3 separate regions of the Mus musculus genome follow, and regions 1 and 3 are each linked to region 2. A link is a contact called in public Hi-C data. All regions are on one chromosome and are shown on one strand. The core of a region is the stretch at or near the end of the contact, and the rest is flanking DNA. Distances in the headings are between cores, read along the strand shown.

The links. A called contact is a pair of places that touch in the nucleus more often than the background predicts.
Region 1: a contact with region 2 is called in a Hi-C map of bone marrow-derived macrophages, with 31 read pairs. The contact joins two enhancer-like sites. A contact is called at or near these places in 1 of 484 Hi-C or Micro-C datasets (bone marrow-derived macrophages) and 1 of 115 datasets of contacts at active chromatin or transcription factors (embryonic stem cells).
Region 3: a Hi-C map of bone marrow-derived macrophages shows a contact between it and region 2, with 31 read pairs. The contact joins two enhancer-like sites. A contact is called at or near these places in 2 of 484 Hi-C or Micro-C datasets (bone marrow-derived macrophages and nephron progenitors).

What each region holds. Positions count from the first base shown.
Region 1 is chr13:93,813,781-93,817,832 of GRCm38.p6, forward strand. The region is part of intron 4 of Arsb (arylsulfatase B); the gene reads left to right. Among named protein-coding and RNA genes, the nearest start is that of Mir5624, 25 kb to the left of the region's middle. Within about 2 kb of position 2,516, at least 23 of the 459 cell types and tissues checked have an H3K27ac peak or open chromatin away from gene starts, as enhancers often do. A contact at or near this core is called in bone marrow-derived macrophages, where this site is marked.
Region 2 is chr13:93,968,868-93,972,882 of GRCm38.p6, forward strand. No RefSeq gene overlaps it. Among named protein-coding and RNA genes, the nearest start is that of Lhfpl2, 87 kb to the right of the region's middle. Within about 2 kb of position 1,419, at least 33 of the 459 cell types and tissues checked have an H3K27ac peak or open chromatin away from gene starts, as enhancers often do. A contact at or near this core is called in bone marrow-derived macrophages, where this site is marked.
Region 3 is chr13:93,795,180-93,799,331 of GRCm38.p6, forward strand. The region is part of intron 3 of Arsb (arylsulfatase B); the gene reads left to right. Among named protein-coding and RNA genes, the nearest start is that of Mir5624, 6.5 kb to the left of the region's middle. Within about 2 kb of position 2,057, at least 7 of the 459 cell types and tissues checked have an H3K27ac peak or open chromatin away from gene starts, as enhancers often do. A contact at or near this core is called in bone marrow-derived macrophages, where this site is marked.

The sequences.
Region 1 (4,052 bases), core at 1,266-3,765, 150 kb before region 2:
GTGTGGGGTGGGCCTGGGCCGTTCTGACTTTACAGTGAAGTTGCCATTCACTGAGGGGCTCTGAGGTGCTCGGGTCTGCGCTTACATGGTGGAGAAAGTTCTTATCCATGATGTCAGTGGCACCTTAAACACCAGAACCTGTCCATTTTTTTTATGCAGGATTCCCTTCAGGATGGGTAGCTGACAGTAGCATAGAGTGCTGTTCCATAGCTTTAAGTATGCTGTACAGTTGGCAGATTTATAAAATAGCATAGGACTCTTGCTAAGAACAAGCCGTCTGCCTGCTAGCCAGCTCTAGACCTGTAAGTGAATGTCTCACAAAACTGAGAACTGTTAACTGAATAAACCAGGTCACACTGCACACCACTGCTCACCTTGCTGTGACATATGCATCCAACACATGTCTGACAAAGAGAGAATATCAGTGAGTAAGTGGGTTGGACCTGTGAGACCGGAGTGACCTGTCCTTGAGCCAGCTATTGATCCATGCTATCTCTTGAGATGTTGCGTATTAGTGTCTGCACAAAGAGCGTGTTGGGTCACTTGAAACTTTTACTCATAAGGGGTGTTCACTTACTGATGACTACACTGAGGGAAAATGATAGCCAATGTACTTTAAGGGCTCTAGACCAGTCTTGCTTTTAGTGTCTCTGTGACAACCCACTGAATCCTCGATCTGTTTCTACGGAAAGGACGCCTCTCAACTCTTACGTTTATAGATTGCCAGTGTTTTATTATATTACTTAATAGGTGCAAGAATATCACATCGTTGATATTTTGAATTTTTGATTTGTGTAACATGAGATAATGAACATTCTCACACTTCTGTGGGCAGATAGTACCGTGGCCTTTTTGAGTTCATTATTAATGGAAGAGGGTATTGAACTGGGCACATTTATTGACTAAATTGCAGGAAGCTTTCTAATTGTTTCGAGTTATTTTCTCCGCTCCCTTTGTGTTTCATTTTAAAGGTCACAGTTATGATGGCTCTGTTTCTGACTAGTCCCACAACTTCCTGTGGCTTCAGCTCCCTCTGAGGCCAGAGGGGTCTTCGGTTGCACAAGCTTCACAGGAAGTTGAGTGAGGATGAAGGTAGATTATAGAGAGTGGAATGAGAACCTAGAAAGCGCAGGTGTACAAAGTAAAGCCACGGCGCATGCGCCACGCCGTGCCGTTCACGGTTGTCTGGTCTGTTCACATCTGTGTGTCCTCCAGTAACAGCCTCAGCAAGTGTTTCCAGAGGTTACTCCTATCAATCAGGCTAATCGATAACATATAACTGTCCACTCTGCAAAGCAGTGTTACTTGGACAATGTGTTGCTTGGACAAGGTAGTCTTGTCCAAACATGACTGCAAGGATGAGCTGATAACAAGATTCTACTTCGGAGGAACCAAGTAAAGTTAGGAACTAGTTCAGAAAGGTTCTGGTGAACCGCAGCTCGGAGGAACCCTTGAGATGAGTGCGAGCGGCAGCTGCTGTGAGAGTAACCAGCAGTTGTTGGGGTGCCGCCTTCTTTCTGCCAGTCAGGGCCCCAGCCCGTGGGTGGTGTCGCCTCTGTTCAGAGTGTCCTCCCTCCTTGGTTAGAAGGACACTGGTCAACACTACTCAGAGGCGTGATTCTGAATCCGTGTCAGGTGGAGAATGGAAACTGTGTCCCTTGTCAGCTCCATCAATCATGTCCCTTTAAATTATAACATTGTGTCCCTGTCCTCTGAAAGAGTCACGTGCTGACCCCTGATTTACACATAAAAAAGTTTCAAGTTCTGCCTCCAAGAGCTTAAGACAAGCCATCCAACCAACCTGCTAGTAGTATATGACTTTTTTTTTTATTAGAAAAAGTATTTGCTTTTATTAGTGTTTATAAAGCATCCAGAGTAGGATAAAGTTTATCATTTATGACTATCATTTTCATTTTTTTCCATTTTTTAATTAGGTATTTAGCTCATTTACATTTCCAATGCTATATCAAAAGTCCCCCATACCCACCCAACCCCACTCCCCTACCCACCCACTCCCCCTTTTTGGCCCTGGCGTTCCCCTGTACTGGGGCATATAAAGTTTGCAAGTCCAATGGGCCTCTCTTTGCAGTGATGGCCGACTAGGCCATCTTTTGATACTTATGGAGCTAGAGACAAGAGCTCCGGGGTACTGCTTAGTTCATATTGTTGTTCCACCTATAGGGTTGCAGTTCCCTTTAGTTCCTTGGGTGCTTTCTCTAGTTCCTCCATTGGGGGCCCTGTGGTCCATTCAATAGCTGACTGTGAGCATCCACTTCTGTGTTTGCTAGGCCCTGGCATAGTCTCTTCTTAATTTAAGAAAATTATTTTGTCGCTAGGCTGTGGTGGTGCACGCCTTTAATCCCAGCACTTGGGAGGCAGAGGCAGGTGGGTTACTGAGTTTGAGGCCAGCCTGGTCTACAGAGTGAGTTCCAGGACAGCCAGGGCTATACAGAGAAACCCTGTCTTGACAAAACCAAAAAAAAAAAAAAAAAAGGAAGTTATTTTGTCCCTCCCTGACTCCAGTTGTCACTAATGGAAATGCACATGAGCAGTATAGAGGCCAGTGTTGGTAGCCAGAGGAAGAAAGGGCCAGGTAACAGTAGTTTATTATTAGTTAGCAGAAAGTGGATGGGTGGGAGGTGCCCTGGGTCTGGAGTCTTTAAACAGAGTATCATAGGTAAAGGAAACATTTAAGTCTCAAGGGGACAGCAAACTGGTGTTCGAATGACAAAAGGCTTCATACTGTTTACCTTCATCCTTTCCATAGTATAAAAATGGACATTTGTTTACTCTGTAGTTTTGTGGTATTTTTTTTCCCCTAAGGGAGAAAACTGAGAGCGTCTAAATTTTCGCTGCTGAAGCATCCAAACAGCTATGTTCTTCCCCATTTGGCTATGTACATGTAGAATTCTCCCTGAGGGCAGTGGTAAGGGCTGTATATGTGTGTGTCATAAAGCCTTTGCTCCTAACGTGAGAGAGCTCCAGGGCTAGCTCATGGTGAGCGTGTCCCAGATCCCTCTCCTCTGTGGGCTTCGCCCCGAGGCCACTGTGGCTGCCTACTGTGCCTCAAGCCTGCTGAGGGAAGTCCACAGCCCCTGCCTCCGCAGGTTATCAGCCGCTCCTCCCTGATGAGAGGGCCTGGGAACCAGGGCTGAGGCTGGGCTCTGCCCTGCTGGACTTGTTATCCTTTCTTTTCTCTCTTCATTCTCTGCTTTCAGAAGCATCAGATCCCCCCTCCAGGACTAAAGCAATAAGGAACGTATTTGCAAGCATCCCCGGTTGCTTCTCTTGCTGACTTTGGCACTTGAGTACATGCAACAACCAACTCTGGACACAAAAATGCTGCCTTCCAGGCTTGGTTCCTCTCCTGCAGAGCAACCCTAACCTCACAGGGCTCTTGTCTTCTGTTTTCTTAATGAGAAAATAGTTTAGGGATTATTGGCGCTGCAGGTTTACTCTTTTCTTGTGTTTTCACTCTTAATCATCTGCAGTCTCTATGATCTCATGTCTTCTTGTTTCAGTATGGCTACATCTAACCAACAACTCAATAGTGGGGGTGGGGGTGGGGGTGGGGGGAGATGGCTCAGCAGGCAATGGCTGCTCTCCCAGAGGACCTATGTTTGGATTTCCTTCCTACCTTCCCTCCTTCCCTCCCTCCCTCCTTCCCTCCCTCCTTCCTTCCATCCCTCCTTGCTTCCCTCCCTCCTTCCTTCCCTCCCTCCTTCCTTCCCTCCCTCCTTTTTCCCTCCCTTCTTCCTTCCCTCTCTCCTTCCTTCCCTCCTTCCTTTCCTCTCTCCCTCCTTCCCTCCCTCCCTCCTACCCTCCCTCCCTCCTTCCTTCCCTCCCTCCTTTTTCCCTCCCTCCTTCCTCCCCTTCCTCCCTCCTTCCTTCCCTCTCTCCTTCCTTCCCTCCTTCCTTCCCTCTCTCCCTCCTTCCCTCCCTCCCTCCTACCCTCCCTCCCTCCTTCCTTCCCTCCCTCCTGTTTTCCCTCCCTCCTTCCTTCCTTCCCTCCTTCCTTCCCTCCCTCCCTCCTTCCTTCCCTCCCTCCTTCC
Region 2 (4,015 bases), core at 169-2,668:
TCACTTCCCCTCCTTTCCTGTCTGCTCCCCTTCCCCCTCTCCTCTCCCTTCCACTAAACCAGCATAATGTCTAACAGCAAGCAATGAACATTTGTGTTTATATGCACAGGTATCTGTAGTCCTTACCCATCACCAAGAAAACAGACAGAGACTCTTCCAGAAAGCTACAACCAATCGAAATACAGAGTCACGGAGCCCAACCCCAATGGAGACACCTATAAAACAGCCCTGTACCTAAGGTTCAGAAAGCATCAAGGAAGAAATGGCAGAAAGAGTGTAAGAGCCAGAGGATCGTGGAGTTGGCTGAGAGATTGTGTCTCAAAAGAATGAGTCTTTGCTGAGCAGGACAGGTCCTCAGGGCACCAGGCCCCCTTGCCCTGCCATCACCTGCTAGGCCTGTGCCACAACTTGCCCTGAAGGCCAGTATGGCGGCCAGAATTGAGGGCAAGGTGGTGTACAGCAACTGTTGGGCTCTCACAGGTCCTGCCCCCAGACACAGTGTCCAACTGCAAGATCACCCTGACTCCGAGGAACAGCATATCTGAGATGAAGAATGGTTCCTTTTCTAGGTTAACTCTCCCAAAAGGCTTTGGTGGTCAGTGATGTCGGAAACCATGTAGATGTCCATGATCCACACTGCCGTGTGCGCATCCGTGACCCAGCTGCTGAGGCTTCTTTTGTAGTGCAGTCGATGAGTGTAGACTCATAACTGAGACTGAGAGACACTGGAGGCTTCTGTGCCAATCTCCCCCCCCCACAACACACACACACACACACACACACACACACACACACACACACACACACACACACACAAAACAATCCAGACAAGAAAGCATTGAAGAGAGTCCTTAAAAACTCTGATAAAGATACTCAAGCTCTTCGGAGTTGACGGCTTCTGGCCATGGGGTGGGGAGGACCCAGTTTTCCTTACAGGGCTGGCCACTGGGAGTTTGACTGTGTTCCAATGAGAATATGAGCAACACAAATTGGACTTGATTTTTTTTCATTTCTTTTGGTGGGAGGGTGGCTTGGAGGGGTGGGCATGGCACACACCTTTAATCCCCATCCTCAGGAAGCAGAGGCAGGTGGATTTCTGAGTTTGAGGCTGGCCTGGTCTACAGAGTGAGTTCCAGGGCAGCAGGGGCTACACAGAGAAACCCTGTCTCTAAAAACAAATAGAGTGAGCAAGGATACCTGGGAGGAATAGGAAGCAACTGGAATGGGGTCCATTGTATGTGATTCCAAATAATTAATAAAAATATGATGTTGGGGAAAGGAAAAGCAGAATCTACTCTCATTCCATGCTGAGGAAATTAGCTCCATAACCCGGATAGCACAACTAACAAACCTGACCCAAGTGTGGTCTGGTTAGTAAGACGTGGAGTGGAGAGAAGGGAAGGGATGTGGTTTCTTTGGTGGCTCCGGGGAATGGAAGACTTTGCCAAGTCACACTTAGCTCTTGTGTAACAGAGAGCTAAGCTAGCAGCTAGCACTTCAGAACTGGAAGCTTCCCTGGGATAATTTCCCTGTGGTGTGAGACGCTGCGACACTCCACATTGTCCAAACTGTTCTCTGACTTTTAGTGTAACTTCATTTTTTATTCAGGAATTATTCAGAGCATATTCTTTAAGTGTCACATATATTGAGTCTTTGTAATATTTTTTGTTTTTGATTTCTTTTTATCTACAATAAAGTTAAAGAGCCTATACATTCTGTAACTTTAGTGCTTGGGAATTTGTAGGAATGTGTATCACTTATGAACATTCATATAATCCGTGTGAATTAATGCTGGCCTGGTGACTTGGGTTTAGAATCCCAGCTACTAGGGAAGATGCGGTGTAGGAGATTTAGCAAGTTCAAAGCCAACCTGTGCAACTTAGCAAAACCCTGTCATAAAACAATGAGTACAAGTAAGGACTCTGGATGGAGTTCAGTAATAGGATGCTTATGTAATATGTGTATGGTTCTGGGTTCAATCCCATCCCATAAATAAATATACACTCATCTCCTTACAAATACACTCAGAAGCATGCCTTAAAATAACTTAATTAATAAAATATAAAATCAGGATTTGCTAGGGATGGACAGTTTGTTGAGACTTTATCAGTGTGGGGCTATGGCACAATCATTTCTCCCGGTGTCACCGTTGATCATCCCGCCTCTCAGTGTGCAATGTCCTCTCTACCATCTCTTATTCACCTTTGCTCACAGATGATCTTACATCAACCTACCTCTTGACGGTTCATTCTAAATTATTTCTTGTGAGCCATCTTGAGTTTTGAAAAGTTCTTTTCCCATCTACATCAAACCTCTTGTGAAGCCCATCTGTTGAATGATTTATTTCCCCGTTCTGAACTTTCATACGTGTGCATGGTCAGACCTACACCTCATTTCCTCCCCTTCAACTCTTCCTCTATCTCCCCACTTTCCCCTCCCAACTTCATATGCTCTTTTTTCCTCCAATCTACTGAGTTCATTCCATGCTGCTTATAGTTCAGAGCTAACTACTGGAGCACAGGCAGTCTCAGAAAGTCGTTGGTTATTCACATAACATTTGTGCCACCATTGCACAGTGGGCATGCCTTGCCAGGCCAGTGACTACTGCAACTCCCAGAGTAGAAGACTGGTGATTACTGCTCTTCCCTAGAAACATACATAGACTCTTTCAGCTAGCCAGAAGGAATAAGCATCCTTCCATGTCAGTACAAGTTTGATTTCTCCATGTTTTATGACCCCCAAAAACTTTGTGATTTACATGATTGTTATAGTTTTGTTCAACTTATGTCTAGGAGAAGAATTTTGTTTTGTTTTATTTTTATTTTATTTTTTGTTTTTGAAATTGGACAAAAAAAGGTGAGATGTAGGGGTGGTTCTGATGCTAAGGTCCTGTTCCCCAACTGGTTCCTGATCTATTAATAAAGATGCTAGCAGCTAATTGCTGGGTGGAATAGATAGGACTTCCGGGTTCCCACAGGCCATCTAGGAGATACAGGAGGAGAAGAAAGGAGTTTTTCACCATGCTTTGGAGAGAGAAAAGCTAACCAGCCATCTGAGATCTCGGGTGGAGTGGCAATACACTGCTTCTCCAGGTGGGAGGTTGGGGTTTTAGCTGGGACTAAAGGTAACTGAGTAGCTGAAGCTAAGGCAGGTTGAGAAATGATGAGCTAAGAGTATCGGGAAGGGCATGCTAGTGGTGAGAGATTAAGAGTGCACAGCAATTAAGCCAATAAGGCAGGTAGAAATTGGGCAATGTGTGTGTGTGTGTGTGTGTGTGTGTGTGTGTGTGTGTGTGTGGTGTGGTGTGTTTCATCCGTAGATCCAAGGGAATTTGGGTGGGGGCTCATAGCACAGTCCATCCAGAGCTTAGTGGGGTAGCAAAAGCTGCACACTACACCTTCCTCCCTTCTTTCCTTACCGTCTCCCCTCTTTCCCTTCCTTAGTTTAGAAATACTCTTACAAGACAAAAACATATTGCCATAGAGTTGAGTAATTTGAGGATTGACCTTTGTCACTTTAAGAAAACACTGAAAATAGTTTTGCTGTTAAAAATTTCAACTTTCTTTTCTATTCTGTGCATCTAAGAAGTCTCCTCTATCTTCCCATGGAACATTTTGCTCATTTCTTTTGACCACTATCTTGTAGCAGAACACCCAGAAATTCCTACTTTAAAGGGGCCAACATTGTGTCAGAAGGCAGATAAAAGTGGATCATTCCTGGGATTGGCACTTACTGGAGCCTCTGAAGTCTCTAGAGAGTGGACATTTGGTGAACTCGGCATCTTGCCAGAGCATATTTAAGAGTGCTTCCTGCTTGACATATTCTCTAATTAAGTGACCATGTATACTGTGCTTCTTCACAACTGCACCATTAGAGTTGGATCAAAGCACGTGAGGTCTTCTCTTGAGGAAGTCAAGCACCACATTTTTGGTATAGTTTGGAGGTCGTGGGTCTGAGCAGTTTACCCACTACAGACTATGTACCCCTGTGAGCTTAAGGGTAGGAATCAGAAACT
Region 3 (4,152 bases), core at 807-3,306, 170 kb before region 2:
CTGCTAATGACTCTGTCTGCTACGGAATCTTCCAAGCTCTGTCTTCTATACTCTCAGTCAGTATGAGGGATTCTCCCTGGTGGCTGTTCTCAGTTTTGCCATACTTTAGGTACTTAAGAGCTGACATCGTCACCTGACATCTCTAGGTAACTATGTCTGCCATGAAACATGAAGAAAGGGGAGCATTCTCTCAAATGTTTAGAAACCTGCACATTTTAAGTCTAGATTTAAAACCAGAATGGTTGGTGGGCTAGGAAGGTGGCTTCATATAACATTAAATGGATAAGAAGATGCAACTGGGGTGAAATAGTTCTGTGGGGAGGGGGAGTTATAAGCTGGGGGCTGTGGGGAAAGGCTTGAAACCAAGGACAACAGGAGGCCCTAAGAGCCCGTGCACCACAAAGAGGTATTGTTAGCAATGGTGCCTCTTGCTGGCTGTATTATAGCTCTTAATTGTATGTGAGGCATTTTATGGATATGGCCTAATACCAAGAAAGCCAAAGTAAGGCTTTCAGGGAACTCTTTATTATCCTTTGATAGAAGGATAGAAGACACGCTGTTTGTTTAAGCAAACAGGCTTGGAGAAATGAAGTGACTTGTTCAAAGCCACGGGACTGTGTGAAGTCAGAGTCAGGATGTAACCTCTCACTTTGGACTCCAAGAGCATCTGCCTTTATTCGCCATCCCTAGTCACAGCTCGTGCAGAGATGTTGAATCCCAGTTCATATTCAGCTCCACAGTCCCGGTCTTGACAGCATATTAGGACCTCCTGGGACATTTGGAAGAAATAGTGATATCAGATATTGTAAGGCATTAATATTTCATCCCCTTATCAGTGATTCTCCGTGGTGTCCATGGTGCCGCTATGGAGATCCTGTGCACTCAGGATGGTTCCGTGAGTGTTAGCTTGATGCTCTCACAAGTACAAAGACAAGCAGATGCCAGCTTGCTGGTATTACGGGCTCACAATCTGATCTAATCATGCAACTCTATGCAGCAGAGATAAGCTGTGCACAATACAAAGTTATTCTTACTGCCTGGAGATGCTCAGCACACACAAGTCTTAATGAGCGTTCTGCTTGTCTACGTGTTCAGACACAGTGACCTGCCAGTGACTCCTTGTCTGTTTAGAACCTTCCAGGCTCCATCTTTGCTATTTTACTCAGTTTGAGGAATCTTCCCTAGTGACTGTTCTCATCTCCCCTGGTGACTGGTCTCGGCTTTGCCACACTTTGGATTTTTAAGGGTGTAATGCTGACATCTCTAGGCAACTATGTCTGCCATGAACCATGAAGAAGGGGAGCAATCTCTCAGATATTTAGGGATGTGTACAAAACAGTATTGTCTCCTGGTGCCCTCATACCACCAAGCAGCTACCAGGAAGCGTCTGTGGAGAAGTGGTTCCTTGTGGGTGGGCAGTTAAACTGGGCTGGTGGAGAAGGCACCAGAACCGAGGACAGTCACAGGCCTTAAGAGCTCACATCCCATGAGAGGGGTGCTGTTAACATGGCACTGCTCATAGATAGCGTTACCAAAATCACCAGATGGGAGATGGACATTTCCTGCCAGCGCGTGGGATGCTCTGAAGAGGTAATCAGCATGCTCAGAGCCCCCAAGCACAGACTAAAGTAAAAGAAAGAATAGTCATGTAGCAACCCAGCCGTTTCCACAAGGCAGCTCCTGCACACAGATGCTCCCGGCTTCAGCTCTCCAGACAGTGATGCGACTCACTGGCTTCAGGAGCTGCATCTTTGTAACATCTTTCCCCAGGATTTAACCTAATTCTGTGCTAGGCTCTCAGGTGCCTAGAGCATCATGTGTAGATTGTAACATGACATTTGTTCTAAGATGGAAGTCATTCAAAGAATTCACAGGAAGTGTTCACCAACCAACTAACGTGTACTTGCTTTTAAGGGGCAGCTGAGGGAGAAAATCGACAGAGCTGCCGTGTAACAGTTGAGCTGTTGATTCTGGGGACGCTGCTAATGGCTTTACATGTGTCAGGAAGGGACATCCTTTCTCCTTTATGTGAGGGTGACTCACATAGTAGTAGCACTATAAAAAGAAAGTCATATATTCATAGCATGACTTTCTGTTAAAATTAGAACAGCAGCACTTTGAAGAACTTAAAAAAACAAAGAACCCTCTACATCTAATCTACTAGAAGCTTCCTAAGGAAAACAAAACAATAAATCCTAGTGGAAGACTTTCTTTGTGTGAGTACAAGCTGGGAAGAAATGTCTTAATTTGGTTGTCAAAGATAGAATAGTAGTTTAAAAATGTATTCCTGTTTTTCCAATTTATACTTTGATTTAGGGAGCCCTCTAAAGACATAAAAATGAGTGATATGTGGTTTCTTCCCATAGTGCGGATGTTTAGAGTTCAGATCTTAGGAGCCATGGAGCAGAACAGAAAAGGGAAAAGATCCATTAGCATCCTCAATGTACGTATGCAGAGTTAAGTCTGGGTTTTATGTGATACTATAGTGTCTAGACACGCTTTCCAAACCAGGATTCCATTTTATAGTCTTAGGATACTTGAAAGGGTCACAGTTAGGGTTGGGGTACAGTTGGCAGCTATGACTGAGCTGATCGGAATAAGAGTTTGAAATCAAGAAAATACCAAGGACATACCAGGTTCTAAGAAACAGAAATCAAAGCTGGGTAGTGGTGGTGCACGCCTTTAATCCCAGCACTTGGGAGGCAGAGGCAGGCGGATTTCTGAGTTCGAGGCCAGCCTGGTCTACAGAGTGAGTTCCAGGACAGCCAGGGCTACACAGAGAAAAACCCTGTCTCAAAAACAAAACAAAACAAAACAAAACAAAACAAAACAAAACAAAACAAAACAAACAAAACAAAACAACCAGAAATCAGTGGAGGTTAATGTGGGGCAGGACTTCAGTGTGAATCAGGAGTCAGTGAGGTGAGAAGGGGTCTCTCTCCAAGGCCAAGGACCTCATGTCCATAGATACACATACAATCCCCAGATGAAGGCTGTTTGCTTTGGCCAGTGGGGAGAAACTGGCTACAGCTTTTCTCTGGGAGGACCCCACCAACTAGTGACTGCAGGTATGGTCCTGATGGTGGTTGGAGAACCTTCTAGCCTTAGATAATCATTCTTTTCATGAGGCTACCATGCAGCACAGACTACCAGTCTCCCCTCCCTCCATCATTTAAAATTAGTACAGTGGGGCTGGAGACATGGCTGACTGATTAAGGACACTGGCTGCTCTTGCAGAAGACCTGGTTCAGTTCCCAGCGCCCACATGGTAGCTCACAACTGTTTGTAACTCCAGTTCCAGGGGAGCTGATGCCCTCTTCTGACCTCTCTGGGTACTGCATGCACATGGTGCACAGACATATATGCAGGCAAAACACTCATATATATGCTATCGTAATGCTTCTACTTGGTGAGGTTGGAGAATGGGTTGTCCATGGATGAAATTCACCTTCTGAGTGCTAAAGACTTGATTTATAGTAGTGATATAAATATACAAAATGGCTGAATGTGGTATCACACACCTTTAACCCAAGCACTGGGAAGGCAGAGGTAGGTGGATCTCTGTGAGTTCTAGGCCAGCCAGGCCACATAGAGAGACCCTGTCTCAAACAATAAAACAAAGTGGGTGTCGGAGAGCATATTAAATGTGTTTGATTGGTCCTAACCTCATGAAATGGATTGGACACAGCTCTTGGTGACCCAGAGCTACGCAATATATGGAATTGTTCACCCCACAGCAAAGTGCTCTGGACTGCTCAAATGAACTGGAAGAAAAGACAACTTTGCCGGGCTGTGGTGGCGCATGTCTTTAATCCCAGCACTCAGGAGGCAGAGGCAGGCAGATTTCTGAGTTCGAGGCCAGCCTGGTCTACAGAGTGAGTTCCAGGACAGCCAGGACTACACAGAGAAACCCTGTCTCGAAAAAACAAAACAAAACAAAAAAGACAACTTTTTGTTGTTGTCTTTCAAAGAACACTTGCATCTCTTCTTGTGAATTATGACGTTATGATCAGGTCAGCAAACAGTGTGAGGCTCTCACATATGACAGTCACCTGACTGGCCAGCTTCAACTTGATCCAGAGGGACCCCAGAGTGTCAAATGGCCAGTCTGGGTAGCGTGGAAAGTGTGTGTGTGTGTGTGTGTGTGTGTGT